Regions from separate parts of the Triticum aestivum genome. Here region 2 is linked to region 1. The links are chromatin contacts, called in public Hi-C maps. All regions are on one chromosome and are shown on one strand. Each heading gives the region's core, a stretch centred on a gene start, on an enhancer-like site or on the middle of the called end of the contact. The rest is flanking DNA. Distances are from core to core; before and after follow the strand shown. Region 1 holds the start of LOC123055793. Region 2 has its middle 230 kb from the start of LOC123053271.

The links. Hi-C and Micro-C count contacts between places; a contact is called where the count stands out from the background.
Region 2: a contact with region 1 is called in a Hi-C map of an unstated tissue, with 8 times the contacts expected there. The contact joins the enhancer-like site here to the promoter of LOC123055793 in region 1. A contact is called at or near these places in 3 of 5 Hi-C or Micro-C datasets (leaf and an unstated tissue).

What each region holds. Positions count from the first base shown.
Region 1 is chr2D:381,269,304-381,277,197 of IWGSC CS RefSeq v2.1, forward strand. It overlaps LOC123055793, which reads right to left and starts at 3,939. Exons shown (of 4, transcript XM_044479648.1): 1 at 3,841-3,939; 2 at 3,567-3,749; 3 at 2,618-2,629; 4 at 2,138-2,488. The coding sequence starts at 3,939. The coding sequence ends at 2,378.
Region 2 is chr2D:381,516,808-381,524,701 of IWGSC CS RefSeq v2.1, forward strand. No RefSeq gene overlaps it. Among protein-coding and RNA genes, the nearest start is that of LOC123053271, 230 kb to the left of the region's middle. Within about 2 kb of position 4,049, at least 4 of the 8 cell types and tissues checked have an H3K27ac peak or open chromatin away from gene starts, as enhancers often do.

The sequences.
Region 1 (7,894 bases), core at 2,689-5,188:
AAGAAGAAAAAGGTTAAAAGGTTGTCAGTTAACACGTACATTTATGTTAGCCCAGTGGTTAGGCCAGCGCGCTCTTTGTGTCAAACAGCCGCTGTTTCGCACAGAGCATCCTACTGGCGGGCTTGGTGGGCCAATTTTCTCCGTTCATGTTTCTAGTTTTGGTTTTCTTCATTCTTTTTTCTGGTTCGACCAGTACCTGTTTTTGTTTCGTTTCCTAGTTTGACTGCTATTGCTCCTATTTCTCGTTCGCTGCACAAAACCTAGTAGCCTATTTCTTCCAGTGTTTACCCCTAAAAAAAATTCTTCAAGTGCTTTGACGCTCACTAGCAAAAAAGTTGTTTTTTCTTGTAAGAATTACAACTACAAGACAGGGACCGAAATCGAAAATAGGAACAGAAACATAAATCTGGAACCTGCTACTGTTTCGTTGCTACAAGAAACACAGAGCTAGGTCTTGGATTTAGAAAAAGTTCAAGGCAGCTCAAAATTGTTCATCAATTCAAAGTTGTCATTTGAACTGAAGAGAGATGTTCTTGGATTCAAATTCATGCCATTCAAAGAATTTTCTTGAATTCAAAATATGTTCAAGGCATTCAAAACTGTTCTTGGAATTGAAAAGTTGTTCGTAGATTAAAAAAATGTTTGAGTCATTCAGGAAACTGTTCTTGGATTGAAAAAAATGTTCAAGGCACTCAAAAATTGTTCACCAAATCAAAATTGGCTCTTTGACATTGAAAAATCTTCTTGTAGTAAAAAAAAGTTCAACACATTCAAAAATTGTTCTTGGATTCAAGAAATGTACAAGACAATGAAAATATGTTCTTGGAATTGAAGATATATTAAAAAAATGTTCCATGCATTCAAAAAATGTTCTTAGTAGATTTTAAAAAGTTGAAGGCATTCAAAAGATTGTTCATCAAGTCAAAAATTGTTCTTGACATTTAAATTTATTCTTGGAGAAAAAATGCTCATGACATTCAAAAACTGTTATTGGATTAAATAATGTTAAAGGCATTGAAACATTGACCAGACCATTCAAAAAATGTTCATAGAATTGAAAAATTGTTCATGGATTCAGAAAATGTTCCAGGAACTTGAAAAAGTGTTCTTGGATCGGAAAAATGTTGATGGCATTCAATTTTTTAAAATTTTAAAATTGTTCTTGGACTAAACAATTGTTCATGACTATCAAAAATTGTTCGACGATTCATAAAATATTTAACACATTCAAAAACTATTCTTGGAATAATAAAAACATGCATTCAAATGCTCGTGGCATTGAAAACATTCCTCGGATTTCAGATAAAAAGTTTCTTCTATTAAAAAATGTTTGAAGCATAAAAATATTCTTGGATTCAAAAGTGCTCTTGAAATTCAAAAATTGTTCAAATCACACAAAAATGTTCTAAGATTTTTTTTTTAAATGTACATTGGTTCAAAATATTGTTCTCTAATTCATAATGTCAAGGCATTTAAAAATTGTTCATCAATTGAAACAATGTGCTTGGAACTCAAACAATCAGTGGATCCAAACAATGTGCAAGTCAAACAAAAAAATGTTATGGAATTCAAAAATGTTTGTCAATTGAATTAATGTTCATGGAATTCAAAAGTTGTTCTTGTATTCCAAATAATGTTCATCATTACAAAAATTGCTCCTGGATTCAGAACATGATTAAGGCATTCAAATAATCCTCATGGAATTAGAATAAATATTCTTGGAATTCAAAATATGTTCACATATTTTTATCTCGTATATGTTATGTTAGTGTTTTGATTCTCCAATATTGCTATTATGGAAAGAATTGAACATGATAATATAGATGGCTAGGCATGTATATATCCATTAGGAAGAAATGATGTTGAATTTATCCATTAGATAAAATAGACCTAAAGTTGCTGATGTTTTATTAAATACATAGGAGATTGTTCGCTAATCTAGTTATGTCGCAAATAATTTACATAGTGCTAAATATATTAGAGGAAGCAGAGAAGGAACTGAAGCAACAATCTATCCCCGCTCAACCAATAATGTAAGCCAAAGGCAGAAGAAAACGAGAACTCCATGAATATTTTGTTCAGAAGAATCGCAAATTTCCGAAAAAATAAATTTGTTCATTATTCCATACTTGTTTCTCTTCTGTGATGCAATACTGAACTATGGCGAGTCAAGCAAAAGCAAAGAAAACGACATCTCACAATTGTACAGTACTTTTTATATGCGAAAATATATGTCATTAGTACACAGTAAATGTGCATTCGAGGGATGCCACGGCAGCAAAAATAGTGGAAACCATCTTAACAGAAAATCTAGCATCTATTGGCAACTCTTCTTTTCTTTCTGAGGACATCTAACACTATTTCTTACCATCTAACACTATTTCTTACTCTTCTTGGTGGAAACATCCAAGGCCTGCAAAGTCAACCTTGTGCGGGTCGAACTTCGCCATTTTGTAAGCGACAAGCAGGCAGAGGTGAGGAATGATATCTTGACGGAGAGATGAAAAGGAGAAATACTTGAATAAGTACAAAGATAAGGTGTGTTAAAAACCTAACATAACGCATATTGAGAACAAAGAAGTAGAAGTAATGGTAAAAATGAAATCGAAAAACTTACAGAATAAAAGCCCTTCATGGATGAAATAAAGTTGTTTGGACAGAATGAGAAAACAACATTAAGTATGTATACAAGGCTTTAGTATAAAAAATTGCAGAATATTCAAAGAACACTCTCAAGCAAGATCTACAATTGAATTCAGAGAAAGCTGTATACAACTGGGACATACTCTGGAGGATGTGATCAGATATAGTTAAACTTGGACGCACTAGAAATAATGTATACACTAGATACATAAAGAACATAAGTGGCAGATTTTTTAGAGAACAAACTATAGGGAAACAAATCAACTCTAGGTAAGTTGTATCTAGAACTGTATAGGATATGGGGAGTACGGACTTACAACAATTAGCGATAAGCGCCCGCCAACCCAGATAGAATCATTTAAAATTGGTTTCAACTTTTCTCGAATGGGTTGGTGTGAAAAACTGCATTTTCTTCGTTCAAGTGGGAAGTAATATAGGTGCACAAATTCACTGGGGCTATCTAGGGATCTCACCAAAATTTACAGGCCACTATGACTAACTGTCACTTATGTGTAAATTTGCAAAGAACTAGCATTCTTTATATGCCAATCATTCAAAAAATCGACGGTATGATTTATGCCAATTTGTACTAGACTGTTAAGATCTACAGATTGAAGGGGAGGAAAACATTTATAAGGGTGATTCAACTCAAAAGTTTCATTGGGAAGAAATACGGGTGCGCACATCCATAGTATGTGCTGTTGAAAATGAGACAAGTAGCTTCAGCCATGTACTAGCTACCACTATGAAACAATTAAGCAAGAACACAACTGCTTAATTTGCAACTAACACTATTACAAAACATATTTTTTTCCCTATAAGCAAAACCGAATTGATAAAATACCGAACAATACACCATATGAGTGAGTTCAGCCCTAAAATATGAGCTAAAGATAAAGAGAGAGAGTGTTGCAACATTTTACCTCCAGCCCGTAGAATTCAAAATCAAACCTCTTGTCTGCTAGATCTGAACCTGGCATGTACACATGAAGAAAAACATCACATGATGGATAAATTGGCACAGGGAGGAACCTCAAAAATGAGGGGAAGCATGAAACTAGAGAGGCGCTAAGGGATCTGACCAATCTATAGAAACTATCACAAATCTGCCAACAAAAAAAAAGGGATGAATCAAACCATGTGTTACTTCCTGTGAGAGAGGAAATAGGAAACCACAAGGGAGGAGAAAAGAATCACCTCGCCGCCTACAAGCCTAGCGAAGAAGAGAAAGATCTGCAGGAGAAGAGAAAGATCAATAGAAGCAGGAGAAGGAGCAAGAATAGTGACGAAGAACATGGTGGAGAAGAAACGGTACCGGTCGCTAGACAAAAGAAAACTGGAGAAAGAGTTGGCCCAACTACGGATGAGGGGTGTGCGATAGGTCGACACTTTGACGCAACGTACGTCCAATAGGAAATCCCCTTACGGTGGGAGGCTCGGCCTTTGTTCGATATTCGTAAATCGTAGTTGAAGCATATCAGGAAGCCCATCATTCAAGAGACAGTCCAAAACGGAATTCCCGATATGACGCTCTTTGTGTCGTTTTTTCAAGCAAACTCACACATCGACGACACTCAGCAAATGACTGGACCTTATTGTTTTTCGTTTTTTTATTTCCTTTTTCCTTTTCTCATTTTTTCATTTTAAAATGTTTCCAAATATAAAAGTTTTTCAAGATTCATAAATAAATATTCACAGCTTTAAAAAAGTCATGTTTTCAAAAACTATTCACATTTAAAATTTGTTAGCGTTTTTCAAAAATTGTTCGCAAATTTCATAAAGTGTTCTAATATCCAAAAAATGTTTGTGTTTCCAAAAACATGTTTGGATTATTCGAAAATTCTTCACAATCTACAAAAGTTCTTTGAAAAGTATTAAATGTTTTCAAAAATGTTTAAAAAATTTAAATGTTGTTCAATTTTTCAAAAATAGTTTGTGTTTTGAAAAATATTCAGAAGTTTCAAAAAAATTGTTCTTCAAAAAATATTTGGAAACCGAAATATATTTCATGTTTTAAATTGTTTTGTTCACAAATTCAAAAAATATTCGGTGGTTACAAAAAATGTTAGCATTTTGAAAAATTGTTTCGGAATTTCAAAATTAAATAAATCATGTTTTTTCTCAAAAATCACTATTTCAAATATGTTGGCATTTTTCAAAAAAGATTGGATTTTCGAAAAAAATTCAAAACATGTTCATGTTTTCTAAAAATTCAATATTTTAAAAAAATTGGATCATCCACTTAGTTCTTAAAGTACCATGTTCCTAACCAGTCAGGCCGGCTCTGGCAATGGAGCAGTGACAGCCACCCGTCGGCGGCTCATTCTGGCAGCGGTAATGGTCGTTCGGTGGTCCATGGACCTTGATGTAATATTTATTATGTTTTTGGTGCTTTGTACTTTCGGTGAATCTTTATAGTAAATCTGATCTTTTCTTTGGCAAGACTAGTAACCAATATCTCTAAAGCAACTCTAGCAGAGTCGCCATATCAGCCCGAACGCCATAATAGCTGGCAATATGGCGATTTTGGTTGAAAAGGCCATTGTAGTGGAGTTGTCATCCGGCCGTTGGTCACCATAATTTATGCAACACACTCTATATACGGCTCGCGATACTCCATATTTGGCGGTTGGGGTGGGCACTTGGAGCGCACTCCACCTGAAAAAATGGATTATGTGAAATACATTTTTCCTTCATATTGCTCTTCCAGCCCGAGCTACCCCCTCCCTCCCGTACCGCGGCCACTAACCGCTTCCCACCATCCCCAATCCCGGCTAATGAAGCCATGGCTGCCTCCTTGACCCCGTGTCTGATCCTCGCCATTTTGGAGTCGGGACCGATGACTTCAACGGTCGCGTCTACTGCGCCTCCGACAACCAACCTCGATCATGTCTGTAACGCCCGGATAACTAAGCTACAGTAATCCCACGCTAATGGTGCCACGCCACCATGGTTACTGTTGCTAATCTACCGTTAGGTCAGACCCTTTCAAAATTCAAATTAATGTCAACAATAAAAGTTTTTCAAAATTTAAAACAAAAATGTTCGGGAGGTGCCATATTTTGCATAAGTAAATATGGTGTAATAAACATATTTTTATAAAATGCCTAGATAATTTAAAATGATTTAAAACAGAAAAGAAAACAAATAAAAAGAAAAGAAAATACAAAAGAGAAAAAAAAGAAAGAAGAGAAACCCCCGGGCTTCGGCCCAGCTGACCACAGGCCCAACTGGGCCAAGCCACCAGCCCACGCGGCCCACCCCGCACCCCATAACCTCCCCCACTCACCACCGACACCCCCACACCCCCCCCCCCCAAATATCTGCCCCCTCTCTCCCCGATTGGATCGGGATCGGGGGAGGAGGTCGCTGCCCCCGCGCCAGGACGCCGTCGCCGCCGGAGCTCCTCGTCGGACGGCCTCCCCGGAGCGCTCCCCCGCCGGCCTGCTTCTCCTCTCCGCCGTCGTCCCCGTCCCCCACCTCGACACCCACTGCCCCGTTCCCAACGCCCCAATGTGAGCCCCGCCGCCGCGCTCGTCTCCGCGCGCCCTCGCTCCCTCTCTCTCTCCCTCGCGCGACCCCGCCTGCGCGCGCGCTCGCGCCCGTCACCGCGGCCGCTACCGCTGCCCACGCTCCCCCGCTCGACCACGCTCCGGCCGCCCTTGCTTTCCCCCCGAGCCCCGCGCCGACCGCGCCCGGCCCCGCCGCTCACCGCATCGCCTGGGGCCACGCCTTCCCCCCCCCCCCCGCATGCTCTCTGCCGCCGTCGTTCGTCACCGTGTGCGCGCCCGCTGCCGCTGCCCCTGTCCGCCTCCCCCCCGCTCGCCGCCGCTGCCCTTGCGGGCTCGGTCGCGCGCCCGCGCCGCCCCGCCTCTGCGCACCCAGTGCGCCCCCCCTCCCCGCCAGCGCCCCAGCACCCGCTCGCCCGTGCGCCCCTGCCCGCTATGGCCAGGGCCACTGACCACTGGGCCAGTGCCCCCTGGCCCTATGACATGTGGGGCCCCACTCCCCGAACGTGTTTAAAAAAAGGAATTAAAAAATATAAATAAAACAAATAATAAAAATAAATTTAATTAATTAACTAAATTAATTAAGTTAATTAATCCTGTTTAAATTAATCTAATTAATTAGTTAATTTAATTAAACAGTAATTAATTAGCTAAACCCTAATTAAACTAAGCTGTGTATGACATGCGGGACCCACACGTAGTTGACCCAGTCAACTGCACAGTTGACTGCTGACGTCAGCATGATGTCATGCTGACGTCATCTTTTACTATTCTGGATAATGTTGATTTAAAATGATTAAATAAATCCTAAAATGATTAAATCTTTAGAAAATCATATAAAATAATCTGTATCTCGGATGAAAATACTTTCTACATGAAAGTTGCTCAGAACGACGAGACGAATCATACGCAGCCTGTTCGTCTGCCACACATCCCTAACATATCGAACTCGCAACTTTCCCCCTCCGTTTCATCTGTCCGAAAATGCGAAACATCGGGAATACTTTCCAGGATGTTCCCCCCTTCGTCGGTACCACCTACTGTCGCGTTAGGGCACACCTAGAACCGCTCATTGTCATGTCACGCATCATCATGCTTATGTTTGCATTATATTTACTGTTTCTTCCCCCTCTTCTCTCCGGTAGACTACGAGACCGACGCTGCTGCTGCCCAGTTCGACTACGGAGTTGACGACCCCTCCTACTTGCGAGAGCAACCAGGCAAGCCCCCCCCCCCTTGATCACCAGATATCGCCTATTCTTCTCTATACTGCTTGCATTAGAGTAGTGTAGCATGTTACTGCTTTTCGTTAATCCTATCCTGATGCATAGCCTGTCCTTGCTACTACTGTTGTTACCTTTACCTACAATCCTACATGCTTAGTATAGGATGCTAGTTTCCATCAGTGGCCCTACATTCTTGTCCGTCTGCTGTGCTATACTATCGGGCCGTGATCACTTGGGCGGTGATCACGGGTATATACTTATATAATCTATACATGACACCTGTGGTGACTAAAGTCGGGTCGGCTCGTAGGAGTACCCGCAAGTGGATCTTTGTGGCGGAGCGACAGGGCAGGTTGAGACCACCTAGGCAAGAGGTGGGCCTGGCCCTGGACGGCGTCCGCGGTTACTTCAACATAACACGCTTAACGAGTTCTTGGTATTTGATCTGAGTCTGGCCATTTGGTCTATACACACTAACCAGCTACGCGGGAACAGTTATGGGCACTCGACGTCGTG
Region 2 (7,894 bases), core at 2,799-5,298, 250 kb after region 1:
CAAGGCTGGCTATTATCTACCTCAACTCGAAGGACGAAGATGATGAGGACCCACTTGATGAAGCCCTCTATGCCCAAGGAATCAAGCTGAGCGAGGACGAATCAGGTAACCTCTGGTACATACTTCCTCCACGTGACGACTACGTTGGGATGCCATTCGTGATCCGCTTGACAGGACAAATATTAACCGCCATGTCATGGTATGTTACCTAGTGTAGAAATTTGATATGCTTAATTAGTAATGAAGTGATATGCTTAGTGTAGAATTTGATGATATGCTTAGTGTGTAGTAATATGATATGCTTAGTGTTGTAATGTTCTGATATGCTCAGTGTATAATTTGATGATATGCTTAGTGTGTAGTAATGTGATATGCTTAGTGTAGTAATGTTGTGATATGCTTAGTGTGTAGTAATGTGATATGCTTAGTGTAGTAATGTTGTGATATGCTTAGTGTGTAGTAATGTGATATGCTTAGTGTAGTAATGTTGTGATATGCTTAGTGTGTAGTAATGTGATATGCTTAGTGTAGTAATGTTGTGATATGCTTAGTGTAGAATTTGATCATACATTTAGTGTAGTAATGTGATATGCGCTTAGTGTAGTAATGTGACATGCTCATTTATCATATATGTTTTTTTCAGAAATTACCTAAGAGGCTAAGTAAGAGTTGTGGCATCGAGCCGGATGAAGCAGGCATTGTTGGACTACGTCTTAGCGCATATCACATTACTACACTAAATATCTCATCAAATTCTACACTAAGCATATCACAACATTACTACACTATACATATCACATTACTACACACTAAGCATATCATCAAATTCTACACTAAGCATATCACAACATTACTACACTATACATATCACATTACTACACACTAAGCATATCATCAAATTCTACACTAAGCATATCACAGCATTACTACACTAAGCATATCACATTACTACACACTACATCACCAATTGTGCTTACGTAGTGGACATGGACGGTCGCACTGTCTTCAGCGCCGCGGGGTGGAACAACTTCCTTGCTGGCAAGAATCTCCAGGTTAGACATGCCATCTTAGTCACCATCAGAAACACCCGGCGCCATGACTTGAGAATGATGATCGTCATCGACCTCATTTAGAACTATGCGTGTGGCGAGGCCATAGATACTAAATTAACTACTTATGTATTAGCGCTATCTACTAGTGTTTTAGCTCGTAGTGTTCTATTAACCGGTAATGTTAGTGAGATCTAACTAATACGAGGTCGTACTTTTTGTGAGATTGCCACTTAAATATTAACTCATAATGTTCTATTATCTGGTATTGTTCTACTATGTAATGTTGTATATGTGCTTAGTTTTAATGTGAAATGCTAAATGTTACACGGTGTCGTTTTTTGCTGCACGAAACGTTCGTGGCGTGCAAATTACATTGTGGGTCGCTAGGTGGGTGAATATAGTGGTGGCGTTGCAAACGTGGCATGCCAGCACCACGTAGGATACTACTAACTAGCCTCCAACGCCACCATTATTTCTTAACAATGGCGCCATATTGGTGGCTTCGACCTTCCACGCCAGCAAAGCTGTTTTTGGCACGCCATAACTAGGCTTTTCTGCACTACTGAAGGTCACCAACACTAAACGAGGTAAAAACAATAATGTTTCCTCGTACGAGCAAACCAGTTTACTGCATGCATGCATGCTGTGATAATGACGCTAGCTACTTTCTGCTAGACATCCGTCATCTCCTATTCATTGCTTGCGTCTGCTCTTCTCCTTTTCCTTCCTCGTCCATCCCATCTTTTCTCCTATGGCTAGTGGAGGCAGTGGCATCGGAGTCTGGGCTACAGGTGGAGACGGCTTGACGGGAGTGAGGGAGTTTGCTTGTTGTTCGCGCGGGGAGAAAAATGCGTAGGATTATCGAAGGATTTTTCACGCAGGGTGTTAATGTTCATGGTAAACGAAAAGAAGAGTTGGATGGCAAAGCACACATTAAATTCTACCTTGGTACCTGTAATCTGAGATAGTGGCCTTGTATACAAAAAAGGAGGGAGTATCATTTTTTGGAACTAATCTATTAACCCAGTTCCTAGTGTCAGTTTCTGTTTTTTTGCTTGTTTTTGGCTTTTCAGAAAATCAGTACCAAACAAAGTCCAAAGACAATGAAACTTTACGGTGATTTCTTTTGGACCAAAAGGAGACCTAGAAGGTTCGAGAGGAGTCTAGAAAAGATAGGAGAGAGCCGCGAGCTCATAGGGTGCGTCCCCTGAGCTCGTGGGCCCCATGCACCTCCGTTTAACCCAATTCCACTTTTATAAATTCCAAAATATTCCCAAAATACCAGAGAGCCACCCGAAATATTTTTTCTGCTGCCGCAAGCTTCTGTTCTTCTGCGATCCCATTTGGAGGCCTTTTATGGCACTCTGCCGGAGGGGGAATCGATCACGGAGGGATTTTACATCGATCTGGGCTTTGATTGTGGGGATCCACACACACAAAGAGCAGAGTCAGTGATCCACACATGCGATTTATCCAGGTTTGGGCCACCATGAGGTGTAAAACCCTACTCCTGCTTTAGTGTATTGAGAGTGTATGAGCTCTAATTACAAGGAGCGCAGCTTGCCGGCAAGGTGTGTAGGAAGTGTTGCTACGCGTGTAAAATGAGCAAAGTCTCGACCTTTGAAAAGGTAGTAGTGGGTCTCCTTTTATAGATCAAGGTGTCACCACAATGGTAAAATGCTAATTACATGAAGTGAATAGTGGCTACAGTGCTATGATACCTAACTCTGCCGGATTAGGACAAAAGCATTAAATGCGCTATGAGGTGTTGCGCTGGTGATGATCTCTGGCAAGAAGGGTCTCTCCTTCTGTGTCATTTGTCCAGCTACCTCATATTGTCTTGACATGCTCCAGGGACGGATGTCATTAAAGTTGATCTCTTTGGTGGCATGCTGACACATGCCCAGACAAACCTCACCTAACTACGTGGCCGCTCGACACCTATTTGACAAGCGACGGGCTGATCGCTGAGGTGGAGCGGTGACAAGGTAATGGGAGCTTGCCGGCGTGGAGCTTGCCGGGTCTTCTCTTGGCGGCATGTAGCTTGCCGGCAACTTGAATCCTGATCTCCACTACTATCTTAATACTTCTTGATCACCTGCTTCAATGTCTACTTCATGGTTTTGTCAACCAAGTCTTGTATCTTGTTTGGAGTCATCCTCCGGCAAGGCTTGCGTCGGGAAGGCTACCACTGCCTGTGCACAAGTCAGGGGACTAATGCACTCTTGTTTTAGTACACCGACACACGCCCGCATGAGGCAAATAGAAGAGGCTTCGTCGAAGCCAGGCCAAAATGGGCTGCCCACTCTGCTCGCGAGCGGTTATTTATTTACATTCTATTTTTTCTTTTAGTCTATTTTTCAGACCAAAAAATATTGGCTTTTGTTTTTTAGGACCTAGACATTTTAAAAATTTATTACAAATAGAAATATTTTTAAAAAAAATTCTTCAGTATGTATATTATAAAAAAGTTCTGTGTAATAAAAAAATCACCATATATTCGCAATTTGTTCAGTGTGTATTAAAATATACATCTTATAATTGAAAAGTCTGTAGTATATTAAAAAAACCAATGTATACTACAAAAATGTACATCATACATTAAAAAAATGATCAATGTGTATTTGTTAAATGTTAGCCATATACAAAATGAAGTTCAGTGTGTATTTCTACAAATGGTTCACCGTATATTAAAAATAAGTTCAGCATATTATGCAAAGAGTATAAAAACAGAAAATGTGCAAAAAAAAAAAAGAAAACATAAAAATTTCAATCTGAAAAGAGAAAATTAAAAAAATTAACAGAGGCTACATGGACCGGTCGGTCTGTAGGAGTCTTCAGTGAAGCCTCGACAACGTGCGCAGACATCATATAGGATTCTGTACCGGGCCACTAGGGTAGTCGCAGTATTGTATTTGGCCCATAAACCAGGACATGCGACATGACAACAAGCCGTAACACTCTCTCCATGCTGTTGTGAGTGACCTAGGGGAGCCCTTATTAGACGCTCTTTGCGTTAAACTGGTGGTGCCACGCACAGGCGACAGCCCGACATGGCCGGCCCATCGAGCTGTACCGCGAAACGAAAAAGAGAGCTAAAAAACAAAACGACGCAAGCAACTACAGGATTCGAACTGGTGACCTACTGCCTGCCATCACGTGTTCATAGCCACCCCACTAGACAAGCATCGTAAACAGAACAGTGACCGAGAGCTTAAAGAACTATAAACGGACTGGGTTACTGGGGCGAACTGGAACTAGACACGAGTTAGTTACTGTAGTCAACGTAAGTGTAACTTTTTTGAAAATGTATAGTTTGAAAAAGTTCGACCATTTTTTGAGTTACTGAATAAAACTTCGGAGACAAGAACATAATTTGGAATATGTGAACAAAAAAGTCGAAAATTGTTTTTAAAACTTTTGAACAAATTTAAAACAGCGTTTTTTTTAATTTGTTTACAAATATTTGAAAAAATGGAACATTTCAGATATTCCAAACAAAAAATTGAAACAACGAACATTCTTTCAACTTGTGAACATTTTTTTCTAGAAAATGGAACAATTCACGAAATTCCTAACAAAAAATGAAACCGTGAACATTTTCTAAATTTGTCGAACATTTTTATGAAATGCGAACATCTTTTGAAATTCTGATCAAATTTTGAAACCGTGATATTTTTTTAATTTGTGAACTAATATTTGCAAAAAGAAACATTTCAGATATTCTGATCAAAAAATTGAAACCGCAAACATTTTTCAACTTGCGTACATTTTTTTAGAAAATGGACACGAAATTCATAACAAAACTTGAAACCGTGAACATTTTCTAAAATTGTTGAACATTTTTCTAAAATGTGAGCATCTTTTGAAATTCTGATCAAATTTTGACACCGCAAACGTTTTTGGAAATTGCTGAACATTTTTTCAACCATGAATATTTTTGCAAATTGTGAATTATCTTTTAAGGAGGAACATTTTTGGAATTCCTGGACATTTTTTCAAATATTGAAAACAGGAATATTTTTGGAAATTCCTGTGCAATTTCTGAAAGTGAAACATTTTCTGAATATGTGAACAAATTTTAAAAGTAGGAACATTTTATGTAATTTGAACAACACTTTAAATTGTCAAAAAATATTTAAAAGGAAAATTAACTCGAAAAAGAAAAAACAGAAAAAGAAACAAAAAGTGAAAAGAATAAAAGAATAAAAGAAACAGAAAAAAAAGGACAGAAAAAGAAAAATAAAGAAAAATAAAAACGGAAAATAGAAAGGAAAAATAACAACCGGTTCAGCACTTCTAGAAGGTTCCCAAAACCAGTAAAAAACGGCTGGCAATCCTCTAGAAGCTTCCCAAAACCAAAATATATTTGGGCCGGCCGAAATCACTTGCTCGGTTTTCCGTGACCTAGTGTACGTGAAACAGGTAGATTTCTATATTTTTTTAGAAAAAGGTAAATTTCTCGAAATCACTAATTGAGGAGTACGCATTGCAAAGATCACTCTCACATTACCAGGTTGCGACAAGTGGCGCGCTGCATGTGCTTCACTTGTCGTAACCTGAGAGTTTTCCCTTTCATCTCTTAAACCGTGCGTTTAAATCTCGAACCGCTTTCACCGTTGGATTCTTCGCGTCGATATTTTCAAACCTAGATCCTATATTAATAGGTTTTGACTAAATTTTTTCTCAAAAAACACCGGACGAAAAAACGAACCGGGAGCACGGGTGTTTTCCCTTTCCGAAAGAGGCACGCCCGTGCCTCTCACGAAATCACAATCGTGCCTCTCGCGGAAGCAAAACTGTGCTTCTCGCGGAAAAAAAAAGAGAAAACGCGTTTTTTTTCGTTTCCGAGGCATGGCCATGCTTCTCGCAAAAGCACAACCATGCCTCTCGTGGAAGCAAAACCGTGCCTCTCGTGAAAGAAAAATAAATAGAAAACATGTTTTTCTCGTTTGCGAGAGGCACGGCCGTGCCTCTCGCAGAAGCACGACCGTGCCTCTCGCGGAAGTAAAACCGTGACCTTCGCGAAAGAAAAAAAAAACGCGTTTTTTCATTTCCGAGAGGCTCGACCGAGATTCTCGCGAAAGCACAACCATACCTCTCGCGAATGAAAAAAAACAAAAAATGCGTTTTTTTTGTTTCCGGGAGGCACGGCCGTGATTCTCGCAAAAGCAAAACCGTGCCTCTCGTGGAAGCAAAACCGTGACTCTCGCGAAACAAAAAAAACACGTTTTTTCTTGAAATTTTTTTTAATTTTTTTATCCAGAAGCTAAGGAAGACAGGTGGAAAACCGAAACATCGAAAAAACCTGGAAAAAAATCGTTTAAAAAGCCGAAAACGCGTGCGGAAAAATAAAACAACAAAATTTGGAAGGAGCGCCCAGAGCATGACACGTCGCGAATGGCCGAGAGCGCGGCAAGTGGCGCTGATCGTTGTGAGGCTTCCGAAGGAGCGCTCGATAACTAGTTGCTCTCCAAATTTCTATTTGGCGCTTAAGCTACCAATGCTGGAAATAACGGGCCGGCCCATGTAACTGCACCGTAGAATATATATTTTCTGGCGCGGGTTGATTTTTTAGCTTTTGTTCGGGGTTTTTTCTGCTGGGTTTTTATCTGTTTGTTTAGCAGTTTTTTCTTGGATTTTCCTTTAATTACTTTTTGCCCTTTTTTCTGAGAAGTTTTTCAAAATTCATGAACTTTTTTGAAATACGTGATCTTTTCACATGTGTAAAACTTGTTTTGACGTCACATTTCTAAGTCTGTAATCTTTTTCAAAATCAGTAAACTCTTAAGATAGAGGCAGCAGAAAAATCGAGCAAACAAAATGGGCGCAAATGACCTACGTACAAGGGGAGTAACTAATCAAGGAGTACCACTTGCAGGAGCCCCGCAAGGGTCACTTCTGGTGGGCTGGGAGAGAGCCACATGTCACGTGTTGGGTGCTCCCTCTGGATTTTATTTTTTATTTTTCTATACTTGTTTTCGATGTTTAGTTGGTTTTTTGGCTTTTCAGTTTTTGCTCGGCTTTCCCTTAGATTTTGTAGAGAAAGAACCGATGAAAAAACTTTACGCGAAGAAATATGCATTCTTTCCTCCTTCCATAGGAGGTACGTATTTGCCTCTTTTGAAGGCACAAATTTGCCTCCACGACTGTGCCACTTGAAAAAGAAAAACACCAGTTTTTTCTTGCTTGCACAAGAGGTATAGATTTGCTTCTGGTGGATGAACAGTTTGTGTTCGCGATAGGCAGGGATGCGCCTCTTGGAAAGGAAAAAAAAACACATTCTTTTCGCACGAGAGGCACATATTTGTTTCGGGTCGAGGCACAGATTTGCTTCCGTGGGAAGCACAGCTGTGTTTCTTGGAAAGGAAAAAAATAGTAAAAATATGTGTTTCTCGGCTATGGTTTTTTCTACCGGTTTTTCATGAAAGTAAATTTTGTCGAAATTTATCAAAATGCAATCTAATTTCAAAGATTTCAACTCAAGGAATCAAACGGTGAAAACGGTATAGGATTTGGATGCACTGTTCAAGAAATAAAACATTAAAATACAAATCTACAAAAAGGGGAAAACTTTGACGTTGCGATAAGTGGCATGCACGTGCACTGTGCCATTTGTGTGCCCATGGGAAGGTTAACTAATGATTTTGATGTACAAGCAAGAGAAAAGGCGAGTGAGAAAAGAGAGCGCGAAATGAGCCGAGGCCCAGAACAATCCGCATTGTCCGCCCACAGCAACTCCTAGCACAGGGTCGCCTGCAGGGAGCCGTTGCTGGGCCAGCCCTGTAACTATGTGGACTCGTCACGCATATGTCAATCTTGTTTTTTCGTTGTTTCTTCAC